Regions from separate parts of the Mus musculus genome. Here regions 1, 3 and 4 are each linked to region 2. A link is a contact called in public promoter capture Hi-C data. All regions are on one chromosome and are shown on one strand. Each heading gives the region's core, a stretch centred on a gene start, on an enhancer-like site or on the middle of the called end of the contact. The rest is flanking DNA. Distances are from core to core; before and after follow the strand shown. Region 1 holds the start of Palb2 (partner and localizer of BRCA2). Region 2 holds the start of Arhgap17 (Rho GTPase activating protein 17). Region 3 holds the start of Ubfd1 (ubiquitin family domain containing 1). Region 4 holds the start of Cog7 (component of oligomeric golgi complex 7).

What was found. Promoter capture Hi-C pulls out the DNA fragments that hold promoters and counts their contacts. Capture Hi-C pulls out chosen DNA fragments and counts their contacts.
Region 1: a contact with region 2 is called in a promoter capture Hi-C map of embryonic stem cells, with 2.8 times the contacts expected there. The contact joins the promoter of Palb2 here to the promoter of Arhgap17 in region 2. A contact is called at or near these places in 11 of 39 promoter capture datasets (the 3T3-L1 cell line, 3T3-L1-derived adipocytes, the C10 cell line and 7 more), 2 of 484 Hi-C or Micro-C datasets (B cells and CD8 T cells), 3 of 115 datasets of contacts at active chromatin or transcription factors (astrocytes, neural tube and pro-B cells) and 2 of 9 other capture datasets (adipose tissue and liver).
Region 3: a promoter capture Hi-C map of liver shows a contact between it and region 2, with 3 times the contacts expected there. The contact joins the promoter of Ubfd1 here to the promoter of Arhgap17 in region 2. A contact is called at or near these places in 11 of 39 promoter capture datasets (the 3T3-L1 cell line, the C10 cell line, the HPC-7 cell line and 7 more), 4 of 484 Hi-C or Micro-C datasets (CD4 T cells, LSK cells and regulatory T cells), 3 of 115 datasets of contacts at active chromatin or transcription factors (astrocytes, cardiomyocytes and microglia) and 2 of 9 other capture datasets (adipose tissue and liver).
Region 4: a contact with region 2 is called in a promoter capture Hi-C map of liver, with 3 times the contacts expected there. The contact joins the promoter of Cog7 here to the promoter of Arhgap17 in region 2. A contact is called at or near these places in 2 of 484 Hi-C or Micro-C datasets (B cells and CD4 T cells), 1 of 115 datasets of contacts at active chromatin or transcription factors (astrocytes) and 2 of 9 other capture datasets (adipose tissue and liver).

The regions. Positions count from the first base shown.
Region 1 is chr7:122,131,012-122,134,266 of GRCm38.p6, forward strand. Palb2 (partner and localizer of BRCA2) reads right to left here and starts at 1,935. Exons shown (of 13, transcript NM_001081238.2): 1 at 1,709-1,935. The coding sequence starts at 1,756. Dctn5 (dynactin 5) reads left to right here and starts at 2,030. Exons shown (of 6, transcript NM_021608.3): 1 at 2,030-2,170; 2 at 3,158-3,226. The coding sequence starts at 2,123.
Region 2 is chr7:123,368,291-123,371,278 of GRCm38.p6, forward strand. Arhgap17 (Rho GTPase activating protein 17) reads right to left here and starts at 1,625. Exons shown (of 20, transcript NM_144529.2): 1 at 1,464-1,625. The coding sequence starts at 1,516.
Region 3 is chr7:122,065,451-122,068,687 of GRCm38.p6, forward strand. It overlaps Ubfd1 (ubiquitin family domain containing 1), which reads left to right and starts at 1,748. Exons shown (of 7, transcript NM_138589.2): 1 at 1,748-2,034; 2 at 2,214-2,543. The coding sequence starts at 1,833. It overlaps Ears2 (glutamyl-tRNA synthetase 2, mitochondrial), which reads right to left and starts at 1,636. Exons shown (of 9, transcript NM_026140.3): 1 at 1,455-1,636. The coding sequence starts at 1,593.
Region 4 is chr7:121,980,173-121,983,497 of GRCm38.p6, forward strand. It overlaps Cog7 (component of oligomeric golgi complex 7), which reads right to left and starts at 1,521. Exons shown (of 17, transcript NM_001033318.3): 1 at 1,245-1,521. The coding sequence starts at 1,413.

The sequences.
Region 1 (3,255 bases), core at 685-3,184, 1.2 Mb before region 2:
AACCAAAAGCATCAAAAAAGCTACAATGAAAGTTACTAAAAGGTCCTTCTTTTCTGCTGGGTGCAGGCTGACTGCTGTTGAAATGGGCAAGTTCATGAAACCCAGGAAAGTGGTGCTAGTCCTAGCTGGACAATACTCTGGATGCAAAACCGTATCATGAAGAACACTGATTGATGATGGCACCTCAGACCGCCCTTACAGCCATGCCCTAGTGGCTAGAATTGACTGCTATCCCCCAAAAGAGACAGCTGCCACAGGCTAGAAGAAAATTGCCAAGCAATCCAAGATAAAGTCCTCTGTGAAAGTTTATAACTATAACCACCTCATGCCCACAAGGGAGTCTGGATATCCCCTTGGGCAAAACTGTTGTCAACAAGGATGCATTCAGAGACCCAGCTTTGAAACACAAGGCCAGGCAGGAAGCCAATGTCAAGTGTGAGGAGTGATACAAGACAGGGAAGTGCAAGTGGGTTTTCCAGAGGCTTCACTTTTAGGTATGTTTTTGTTTTGGTCATTAAAAATTAAGAAAAAAAGTTACTAACAACTTAAACTTTTCTTAAGCACTTTCCCCACCTCATTCCCCAGCACTTTTGTGGGACTCCAGCACTTCTGTGCTAAAGTCACTTTAGTCCCCATCCATTCTCAGACACATAATAATAAAAATGGCAGATACTTTCATAATGTGCTTCAGTTAGTCCTAGGGAATTTTGTGACTTTAATGTCCAATGACTCAATTAGCACTCACAATAACCCTAACAAATAGATTCTATTATATAATCATCCTCCTTTGAGATATGCAAACTGAACAGAGAATAAGCAGTTCCTCCAGGATGCTGCCATTTATAACTGCTCCATTTAACACCCCCCCCACACACACAGAGGTTTCATATCATATATATTTTGATTCATAATAGCAGCAAACTGCAGTTATTAAGTAGCAACCAAATTATGGTCATGGGCCACCACAACATGAGTAATTCTGATCTTAACCTGTTATCTTGTCCTCAATCTTATCAGTAAGTAGGAGTTATCTTGTTTATTTGTAAATGATCTTTACCACCCTTAGAAGGTAAGACAGGATAGGAAGACAAATTAATGTGAATTCTAATTTTGCACAGAAAGCACAAGAACATGGAAGTAATATTTAAGTCTTGCAGGAGAATAATATTCTGAGCCTGAAAGAAATGAGAGCTCCTTCTAACTACTACACTAAATTTGTATGCACACACACAACACCTGTTCATTATATGTAATATTTATATTATTTTCTTCCCCTCATCTTGTTCCAACGTGGGTCTTAAACATGGAGAACACCAGCTGCAGAACCAACCAGAGTACACGTTATAACCATCCCCTTCTCCAATGTAAACCTATTTTGGAGGTCAAGCCCTAACAGACAAACACGAAAATGTATATATATAAGGCTGTTGACGTGACGTGAAAGATTTATGTGACGGGGCCGGAGTGGAGTGGGAGAGAAGAGGGCCTCTAGGTTTACCTATATGTAGTTTTACACCTAATATTTATGCAGTGCCACTAGAAGATGGGTTTGGCTCGTCTGCATTTTAAGCTTCGCCACCCGAGCAGCGCGCTCGTCTCAGTGACTTCTCGTGGAGGCTGTAGGTAGGAGGACACTGCCTCGGATACAGGAACTAGGTTTGAAAACCCAGCCTAAAGCCCTGGGTCACCCTTCCCGCAACCCGGGCACCTTTTCCTTCTCCGCATAGCTGAGGGGCTTCCCGGAAAGCTCTTCCATCGGGTTGGAAGCCGAACGCAAGGAGCAGCCGTCTCCAGCCTCGGGCCTGTGGTCACGGGGACCCAGCCAGGGCTTCCTAGGGCCAAGAGGAACCCCTGGGAAGAACGGGGACCTAGTTCACCCCCACTATGTTCCTGCCGAGCCACACAGGTTCCGCGCGCTAGCCGCTCTGGCCAATTAAAACCTCTGTTCGCTCTGCGCACGCGCAGCTGGAGACTGCCGAGCGATCGAGCAGGCTTGACTAGAGGAGAGTCGAATGAGAGTCCAGGGCGGGGATAGCGGAAGTGGCCGATCAACCGGAAGTAGCTGGAATCACCGTCTGCCTGAGCTACTGACAGGATCCTGAGGTTCAGAGAGGGGGAAGCCATGGAGTTGGGCGAACTGCTGTACAACAAGTCGGAGTACATCGAGACGGTGCGCGTGTGGCGACCCTGCCGCCGCTGGCAGTCACGGGACCCTCGAGGACTGGACGGTCGCCCCTCCCGTCCCGGCTGCACTGGTTCCCGTTCCCTCAGTCCCTTCCTTGGATGACTTAGAGATGCTTCGTGTTTCATCTGATTGTTATTTAGTCGGTGCATGCATGCATTAGGCTCTCTTCTCCTTCATCTCGTGTGTGTGGGTGTGCTGTGTAGCGGGGGAGGAAAGTGTGGATGTGGGAGAGTTTCTATGCATATATATCTATGTGTGTGCATATACACACGCCTGAGTTTCCTGTTAAATAATGTCTTCCAGAGGAATACACAGTACAGCCTATTCATTCTGTATATAAATTACATTTTCAGACTCCGGGCCCTTTTTAAAAATAATATTTCACAGTCTGCTTACGTGCTAAGACGTTATTGTTTCTATTCGTCAACTCATAATACAACATATGTAAACTGCCCCCGTTAGGGTTACTATCATTATTTTTTCTGTGTGTCTGTGATCATGGAAAAGTAATTTTCCTCACTGAAGGCTATGAAACCGTAATATGGAAGTGGGGTCTGAATGCACATCAGTCATTAGACCGCTCATTAGATACCGATCCTGAATTCATTTCTTGAGCTCTCAGTTCCTGATCTACCCTTGCTCTTTTGATAGATTGGATTCAGTTCCTGAGTGCTCTTATCACGGAGCCGTGCCCACAGCCTTCCCCCCCCCCCCCCAGTGCATTCCTTCTCCAGTTTGTTTTTGTTTGTTTGTTTGGTGATGGAGTCTCACTTCATAGTTTAGTCTAACCCCAAATTCACAGTCACCCCACCCAGAGCTGGGACAGTAGGGGTGCAGTATACATTCAGGCCTCATTCATTTTTAGACTGCCCTTCATTTGAAGTAATTTTCTCCTCAATGTGAGCTTTCATGATGGAAACTGTAGTCCAGAAATCCTCTGTTTTTTCACTCCAGATTTCTGTTTGCTTTTAGGCATCTGGGAACAAAGTTAGTCGCCAGTCTGTTTTGTGTGGAAGCCAGAACATCGTCCTCAATGGCAAGGTAAAGGGCACAGGCAGCTTCAGGAGGTT
Region 2 (2,988 bases), core at 375-2,874:
ATTCCAGGAAGAGGTTAACATATAAGAAACATAGGCCTCCTGTGGGAACTGAAAGTGGGCAAGTCTGGCCAGAATGTAAAACTAGGAAGAGAGACTAAGGAGAAGCAGGGGCCCACAAAACCCTAACCAGCTTTCAAGGCAGAAAGCTCTCAAGACTTTGCATAAAACCAGCAACTTTCCCTTGTCCCACACAGGACGAAACCTAATCAATAACAAATCTAACAAAGGCATTGTGGCAGCCACTAAGTTTTGATTCTGCCATGCATATCTGCAAGGAGTACAAGACTCACAAGAAAATTATCACTTCTCATCATATTTCTTGTTCATGCCATTAGGATTACTCGCCTTGACCCTAGTCTTTCTCTAACTCTACACGCAACAAAAAACTAGGCATGTGTGGGTTTAAGGGGCAGGGACTGAGTCTGGATAGAGGATACCAAGATTACATGATGGAGGGATTTTTCTTCCCTTCTATTTTTCTTTTTAGAAATTCAATAACAAAACTTAGCAAAAGGTTGGGGGAAATGAAACATTGTAAAAAGCAAATTTAGAAAACCCAAGAGGAAGTAAAAGTATTTTCGTACACATAAAAAAAGAAGTGTCTCACGTGCTTCAACCAAACCAAACTGTCCTTAACTGCTAAGGGAGGAGGGTAACAGCAAGAGCTGTGAAAAACCCATCTATCTTCGTGCAGAATAACCAGCAAATTGGTTCGGCAAAGCTATCCGCCCTGCAAGACCTTGAAATATTTGTTCCAGATAGCACAGCACATGACAACAGCCTCCTGAAAGCTCTAAAAACCGCAAATCGTTCCTGTTCTACAGCCTACTCATCTACTGTCCCTCCTGTATTCTTTCATTAAAAAAAAAAAAAATCAGTTTCTTGTCAAGCACTCACTCAGTGTCAGAAAATACCACATCCAAGGTGAGATGAGAAAAGGCATCCTTTTCGCTTTCCAAACCTCTAGACCTCAAGAACTCACAGCAAACTCCCAAAAGCCTGGATTTTGAGACTGCAGTTCTCGATTCCTTCACAGAGGGGAGGGGGGCTGAACTTAACTGGGCAAGCCACAGTAGCCTAACACCCCTTAGGTTCCCAGTGACCAGCAAGCTCTTCTAGGAGGAAGGCTGCAACAGCGGATCAGCGGGGAGAGCCTGAGAACACCGGCCCCAAAGCTGCGCGCCTGGCACTGCGAGAGGCACACAAGTTTACGGAGTTTTCGCACCAGGCGGCGAGCTCCGGCTGGCGGGGACAGGGAGGAGTAAAGACCCTCGTGAGTCTCCCGAGGACGATGCTCCTCCGGCCAGGACAATGGGCAGCGCCCAAGCCGTAGCTAGGCGCAGACCCCCGCCCCGCGGGGCCCAAGGCCGGGCCGCGCCCGGCTCTCCCCGCTCCCCGGCTCCTCGCGCGCAGGACCGGCCCGCCCCCCGCGCGCCCCCCGCCGGCGCGACCCGCGCACTCGCCTGCCGACAGTCTGATTGGCCAGCTGCTTCATGCGGTTGAATTGCTTCTTCATGGCGGCGGCGGCGGTGGCGGCGCGGCAGGCGGGCGGAGGAGAACTGGGGACCGTCTGGCGGGTCCTACCTACATCGCTTCCCGGCCCCGGAGGCGGTGACGGAGGCTACAATTCGGCCCCGCCCCTCGCCGCGTCACTTCCAGCGTCGCCGCCCGCCCCTACCACGAGTTGGGCCGAGCCTAGCCGAAAGAGGCCGAAACCAGAGAGGTGGAACAGGTGCGGACGGACCCAACATGGGCGGAGTTAAGTGGTTCAGGGCGGGGACCAATGAGGCCGCGCCGAGGTGGGTAGAGCCGAGCCGAACAGGGTCGAAACTAGATAGGTGGAGCCGAGCTTGGTCCGGCCGAAACCGGAGAAGTCAGGCGTAGCTGGACGGAGCAGAGCTGGGCGAACTTGAGTGGAGCCGAACCAATCGGTGAGCGGAGAGGAATGGAGTTGAGCCAATCGGAGACGGACGAGAGTGGCTCTGCTAAGAAGAGCGGAGACTACCCCAGCCCGGCACCTGGACACAGCGGTTCTGAATTAGAGCTGGGCAGGATGGGCCGAGCAGAGCCAAACTTAGCTACCTACTCTAGTGGTGACAACTAGAACGCAAGTGAGCCTCGCAGATCCTGGTCCGGTCCGGCAAGGCGGAACACAGGGATGGGGTCTTGTCCAGTCGGACCCGGAGTCAGGCCAGCCCGGGAAGGGGTTTGGGGGGAGAAGAGTCCGGCCAAGCCGAGCGGAATAGTAGTCCTAGACGAGTGATGCCCGGTCAAGTGAAGGCGAACTGAAACGAGCTGAGGTTAAGCTGAGCGAGTGGACCTAACCTATAGCGGCGGGTCAGACCAGGGTTTATCCTAACCTAGCAGGAGTGAGCTGAAGCAGATCTATAGGGTGAACCAGCTCCGCGCCCTCAGTACTTGAACTGGTCCATGGGAAAGGCCAAAAGAGTAGGGTCAATCAGATGAGGACCCCCAGACTCCCCAGCCAAAGGAGACTGGCCTTCCCTAGGCCCCTGCACTGATGGGCCTCTGAGTCCCCGCTGCCATAAATGACCGCGAGGTTCTGATTCCCAGCCCTACAGTAACAGGCTGGGGAACTTGGTGGGATCATTTCGCATTGCTGAGCCCTTTCGTCCAACTGAGCCAAGTTAGTTTTATGACCCGCAGCCATGTCCTCCTGACTTGGCAGCCTTGGCTCCACACAACATTCCCTGTGCCCCGTGGGCTAAGGCATCCTTTACAGGCTGTGCGATGGTTTAAAGTGTCAACGTGACAGAATCTAGAATCACCTTGGAAACAAATCTCTGTGTGTGTCTGTGAAGAAGTTTCTACATCAGGTTAATTGACGTGGGAAGATCCACTCTAAATGTGGGCCACAGCATTCCATCATCTGTGGCCCCAGACCGCAGAAAACTAGCTGAGTTAGGAGCTTTCGTCTCCTTCTGCTTTCTGAACGTGGAGGCAGTGTGGTCTTCCTGCGAGCTGCCT
Region 3 (3,237 bases), core at 498-2,997, 1.3 Mb before region 2:
AGATCCTTAATAATGAGGTTGCTGGGATACCTAAATGTTGACCAAAGTAGAATTTCAAGCCAGGTCTGATGACTCATACCTGTGACGCCAAAACCTGGGAGGCAGAGACAGGAGGATTGCTGCACATTTAGGGACAGCATGGTCTTCATAGTGAGTTCCAGGCCAATCGGGTGATACAGGGAACTCTTTCCAAGTTAAAAACCAAACAAAAACCCAAAAATGTAAACTTTCAATTAATTTTAGCTATCATAGTGATCTACACTGCTTGTCAACTCTTTCCCATTTGGGCTTTTCCTGCCAGTCAGCAAAGAAATGAAAACAGTAATTGTAGTAGAGGCAGTGCTTGCTAAGTGCCTCTGCTGTACTGGCTCAAACCCGTCAGACAGGCACTATTATTAGCCCTACTTGACAAATCACAAAATTGGGACATAAACAGAGCAAATAATTCTGCCAAAGCAACACATCTAGGGATTGGCAAAGACAAAAATATAGATGCAGAAAATGCCAGGCCTTGGATGCCTGCATAAGTGCTTCTTCCAACAAGGTGAGTATCCCAGTTCATGTTGACCATAGGTAAACACAGACACTGTGATACTTAGATACTTGCAGTCATTTGATAAGCTATTTTACATCACTGAGACTAACAAAAAGAAAGATGATTTTGTTCTCTCGGTTTTGAGACACTCATTTTCTCCCTAGCAGTTTCGTTTATATCAGTCTTAAAAACAGATTCACAACAGTTAACTATGAACCAGGGCTTCTACCACATATCGAAGTTCCACAATCTACATTGCCTGCCTGGAGGTAATGCGTTCTTCCTGTGCAGCTGAGACTCAGAAATATCTTTTCCTGCTGACCCTAGACCTAGAATGAACGGTTGCTCAGTGTGAACAGGGTAGAAGGTGGCTTGAACTAAAGGTTGGGAATTTGTGGGAAGGGAGGAGACACAGAATTCCTAGCAAGATATACATGGGCCTCTGTTTTCTTCTGACTTGCTAAGCTGCCAGCAAACTCAGGCTTTTGTGCATGTCGTTTCCTCTTAGGCTTCAAGCGGGTCTTCTTGACACTTGTTCTCAACTCAAATGTTACCTCTTCAGCAATACCTTCTAGGGCGCCCTATCCCGCTTCACTGCCAAAATGGACACATATGACTCTAGGATTTGTCGGTTTCTTCAAAGCCAGAACCCTGACTTTTCAATGACCACTGCATTATAGCGCATAGGCCTTGGCATAAAGTCTATACGCTCTGCACACAGCGTGCAATAAGAAAGGACAGAGACAATACAACAAGGAAACTTCTAGCAATCTCAATCACTTCAAATCCTAGCCCTCCACCTCCGTCTCTTTAAAACGGGGTCGCGCAGACAACCCCGGAAGGGACTGTTTCTGGAACTTTCGGGGGCGGGGACGGGAAGGTGGGCTGCGGCGAGCGGCGTCACGTCCGTTAGGATTACCTGTGGGGCTGGGAGCGAAGCGCACTCGCACCGGGGCCCCGGGATCTGGGCCCAGACTGGCCTCGCGCCGCCCCACGCGGTGCCCGAGGGCCACCACGTGCGGCTCGGCCAGCAGAAGCCTCTTGAGGGGCGCCGCCATGTGGACTAGAAACACACACGTGGGCTCCTTCGCGCGTCACTTCCGCTCGGCGGGGGGGAAAAAAATCACTCCAACCAATCAACTTTCGCCACAGCGAGCGCGGCCCTGCCACTTAAAGGCGTAAGCCGCCTATCTGGGCTGCTCACGCCCCTCTGGACTAGGGCGGCGATGCGCCGCCGCTCGGGGACCGAGCGCTGCGAGCAGGCGATCTCCCAGACCCGCCCCCTCCGGCTGCGGGAATGCTAAAGCGTGGCAGGGGCCGGCCCGGGAAGCGGAGGAGGCGGGTCTCCATAGAAACCTCCACCTGTTTCCGGCCAGCCTGTGTGAAATTAGGGGCTGGTGCGGGGGCCAATCTCCGCCAGCTCGCTTCTTCCCGGCGGCCCCTGCGGTCGTGGTGGGTGTTGTACACAATCATCATGGCGGCGGCCGGAGCCCCGGATGGTGAGTGTGGCGGGGAAGGCGGTCGGTCGGCGGCTGAAGAGCTTGCGGACGCTGCCGGGGTCGTGGGACCGGGCCTGGCCCCGGAGGGAGGAGCGTGGCGCGGCAACGACGGTGCCCGGGCCCGTTCTCGTCGCAGGCCGGGCTCGTGGCGAGCACCCACCCCCCTAACCCCTTTGCAGGCATGGAGGAGCCAGGCATGGACACGGAGGCCGAGGCTGTGGCCACCGAGGCGCCCGCACGGCCCCTCAACTGCGTGGAGGCCGAAGCAGCCGTAGGGGCAGCGGCGGAGGACTCCTGCGACGCGCGAGGCAACCTGCAGCCGGCCCCGGCCCAGCCCCCTGGGGACCCTGCGGCCCAGGCCTCGGTCAGCAACGGCGAGGACGCGGGCGGCGGTGTGGGCAAGGAGCTGGTGGATCTGAAGATAATCTGGAACAAGACCAAACACGACGTGAAGGTCCCTCTGGACAGCACGGGGTCCGAGCTAAAGCAGAAGATTCACTCCATTACAGGTATTCGAGGAGCTGACACCCGACTGCTTCTACCCACGACCTACCTTCTAGCTCTTGATGCTTACGTCGTGCTAAACTGTTAGCGATTTTCTTGCGCCTAGACTCCCGCTATCCTCACTGCAGTTTTCTGAAATCAGTACTTGTATGTCCATTAGTAATCAGAGAGGGAAAATTAGGCCCAGAATGATAGTGGTACCACCAAGTGGTGGAGTGAGATGCAAGCCTGAATCTTGAGTATTAAGGCTCACCCTTCTAACTAATGTTGGACTGTCATTGCTAGGCGCGGTATTTATGAACTTTACAGGAGATTCTGAACAGGTCCAGTATTTAGCCACGGATTTATTTTCAGCAGACAGATCAGTTTCATAAGGGAAGTTCATGAAACAGTGTTATCAACTGTCCTAATGGCCCTTTATAAATATTCATACATGGCCGTTTTATTTGTTTTGGTTTGCTACTTGAAATACTTTCCTTAAAGCTTTCTCCATGTATCGGGTAAAAAGCTTATTGGCTTTCTGTATCTCCTACACTTGGGAATTTTCAGTATTTAAGTGGATAGAAGATAGAGTTATAACTTGGAAACAATGATACCTAGACATCAAACAATTCTAAATACCTTACATTCATGTAGAAGGACCAAGTTTTACCAATCAAATAGTCCTGGTGTTCTGAACTCCTTCAAGTTCACAAAGCT
Region 4 (3,325 bases), core at 271-2,770, 1.4 Mb before region 2:
TCGCTGCTCCCACACACATGCAGATGTGGGGAAAATATGCCTGGAAACCAAGCTGCAGCACCATAACCCAGGCTATCTATGTGGTACTGTGTCCTCAACACAGTGAAGCAGCAAGGAGGAGCACTGATTCAGCAACATATATTCTCTCTTTCTCTCTCATTCTCTCTCTCTCTCTCTCCCCCCCCTCTCTCTCGTCTTCTCTCTCTCATTCTCTCTTTCTTCCTCTCTCTCGCTCTCTCTCTCTCTCACACACACACAGTTAAAGTCTTCATTCAGGATGGCCCATCTTCCTTAGCTTACAAAGATATATTAATGGATTTGTGTCATTCTCATATACTGCTAAATACTAGGACCAGTTAACTATTAAATGCTCTCAAAAGTGACTCTTTATGCCAGGCATGACAGAACATGTCTATAATCCCAGAATTTCAGAATCAAAGGCATGAAGATCAAGAGTTCAAGGTCACCCTCCATCATAGAGCAAATTCAAGGCCAGTATGGGTTACATGAGAGTCTATCTACCCCACCACCTCCAAAAGGCCTTCTTTCAAGATTTATTTTTTAATTACATTCACCCATGTTTGTCTGTGTGTCAGTATGTGCATGTGAGTGTTTATGCCCAAGGAGGCCACTGAATCCCATGGAACTGGAGTTACAGGTAGTTGTGTGCCAACTGATGTGGGTGCTGAGAATTAAGTTTAGGTTCTCTACAAGAGTAGTAACCACTGAGCAATTACTCCAAACCCAAAGAGCTTTTTTTGGGGGGGGGGGGCACATATCTGTAATGCCAGAATTAGGGAAGCTGGGGCAGAAGGCGAGTTTGAGGCGAACCTAGGCGACAGAGTGAGACTGTAAATAAGAAGGGGGAAGGAGAAGGAAGAGTAAAAGAGCGTGCGAGAGCCGGCGAGAGCGATCCTATAGCCTAGGCCGGCCTCGAACTCACTTTGCAACTGAAGCTGGCTTTGAATTCCTGACCGTCCAGCACCACCTCCCCAGTGCGGAAATTAACGGCGGTCGCCACCACTCCCAGATTGTTATTATTATTATTATTGGGGTTTTTTTTTTGTTTTTAGTTTTTAGTTTTTAAAGGAAATGTTATGGCATCGTCGGACGTGAACACCAAAGCCTAGACCTAACTCAGACTACTGCAGGGCTCGCTTTCCCACCAAAGGAGAGGCTTGGCCCCTGGGCCCGGTCCTGCAGTCGGGTGCCGGGGCGGGCGGGTGGGCGTCTGCGTGGCTCACCCTCCACGGCGTGGTTCACCTCCTGGATGAACAGCTGCAGCTTCATTACCAGGGTGGCTGCGTGACCGTCCGCCTTCCCCGCCGCCCCGTCTTTGGGGCCGGCTCTGAAGGCCGCATTAATCCAGTCCTTCACGTCGAAGTCGTCAGCCAGGAACTTGGAGAAGTCCATGGCGCGCGGTCTCCGGGTTGGCGCCGAGCGACACCGCCTTCGGGACACCCGTCGAAACCCACCAAGCTTTACTTGCCGCCCCGTCAGCGCACTCGCGCCGAGGCCGAATGTCCCTCGTCGCGCGCCGTACTTCTTCCGGAAGTCGGTGCCTATTACCATAGCAACTGTTCCTGTTAGAGCAGCGAGCTTCGCGCAGTCCGGACAGGTACGACAGTTCGTTTTCTGCTCTTATTTGTCGAGCAGTAAACTAAGTAAACGCGTGTTTCCTCAAGACTAGAAGATTGACGTCTGAGAAGGGAGCAGCTGAGAAATATAAACTCTGTATGTAGGAGTAATGTTGCTAGTTTTCCGTCCTCACTAAATGCATACAGCAGTTTGGGTTTTTTGGTTTTTTGGTTTTTTGGTTTGGTTTGGTTTTGCTTTGAGACAGGGTTTCTCTGTGTAGCCCTGGCTGTCCTGGAACTCACGTTGTAGACTAGGCTGGCCTCGAACTCAGAAATTCGCCTGCCTCTGCCTCCCGAGTGCTGGGATTAAAGGTGTGCGCCACCACGCCCGGCAGCAGTTTGGTTTTTTTTTTAATTTTATTTTATTTTATATGGAGTGTTTTGCCTCTGTATGTGTGTGACCCACTTGCCTGTCTGGTGCGGGCAGAGGCCAGATGAGAATGAAAGATCTCCTGGAAGTGGGATGTTACATGTGGTTATCAATGCTGGGAGTGGAACGCAGGTCCTCTGGAAGAGCTGCCAGTACTATTAACCGCTGGACCATCTCTCCTCATAGATTTCTATAGATTTGATAATGGTCTCCCCTAACTCTGGTCTAATTTCAGTAATCTTCAATAATCTTCAAAAATTACTTTTCCTCCAATTCTTCCACTCATTTTCCATCATTTTCTTTACTAGTTAGGTTTTTTCTTTCTTTCTACCTTTCTTCCTTCTTCCTTTCTTTCTCCGATTTTTTTTTTTTTTTTTGCTCTTGTCTAGTATAGCAAAGTAGAGGATGTTGTTGTTGTTGTGAGGATGTTGTTGTTTGTTTGTTGTTTTTAAAGACGGGTTCCGTTCTTCTATCCTAGAACTCAAACCCATGCCTCAAAGATCGAACCTCCCACATGCTGGGATTTCTGGCTTAAGCCACCACTGCATGTTCTAGCGTTGGTTTCTAATTTAATTCCGTGTATCAGGAACACATATTATGACTCTGTTCTAAATGTACAGAGACTTGCTATGGCCTTAATATTTGTCTGTCATGGAGAAGAGTATATGTGCACTTAAAAATATGTACAGTACCCAAAAGGAGGACATGGTGTTGTGGGGAATGGATACAGCTAAAGGTAATAAGCAAAAGAAGCCAGAAGACGAAGTTCACGTTTTCTCTCAGTTCTGGATCCAGATTGTATAAACACCTAAAAGAATATCTAACATGAGAGCAGAGGAAAGACACGGGAGGAAAAAGAATGGAAGGTGGAGGTGGGAAAGAGGGAAGATATGCAGAAGGGAACAGGGGTAAAATGCATAGTACAGTTAGGTAGATTGTCTTTATGAAACACAGCACTATGGACATGAATATTCAATATAAAGAAGAGGAAGCAGAGAAGGGAGGAAGAAAATCACATGTCTGACTTCATGTGGTGATACACGCCTGCAATCCCAGCACTGGGGATGCAGAAAGAGGAAGATTCCTTAAGTTTGAAATCATTTAGGCATACGTAGCAAGACCCTGTCTCAAAAACAAACCAAACAGCAAAAAAGAAATATATAGTCGGGTGTGGTGCCACACGCCTTTAATCCCAGCACTCGGCAGGCAGAGGCAGGTGGATTTCTGAGTTCGAGGCCAGCCTGGTCTACAAAGTGAGTTCCAGGACAGCCAGGGCTATACAGAGAAACCCTGTCTCAAAAAAAAAAAAAAAAAAAAA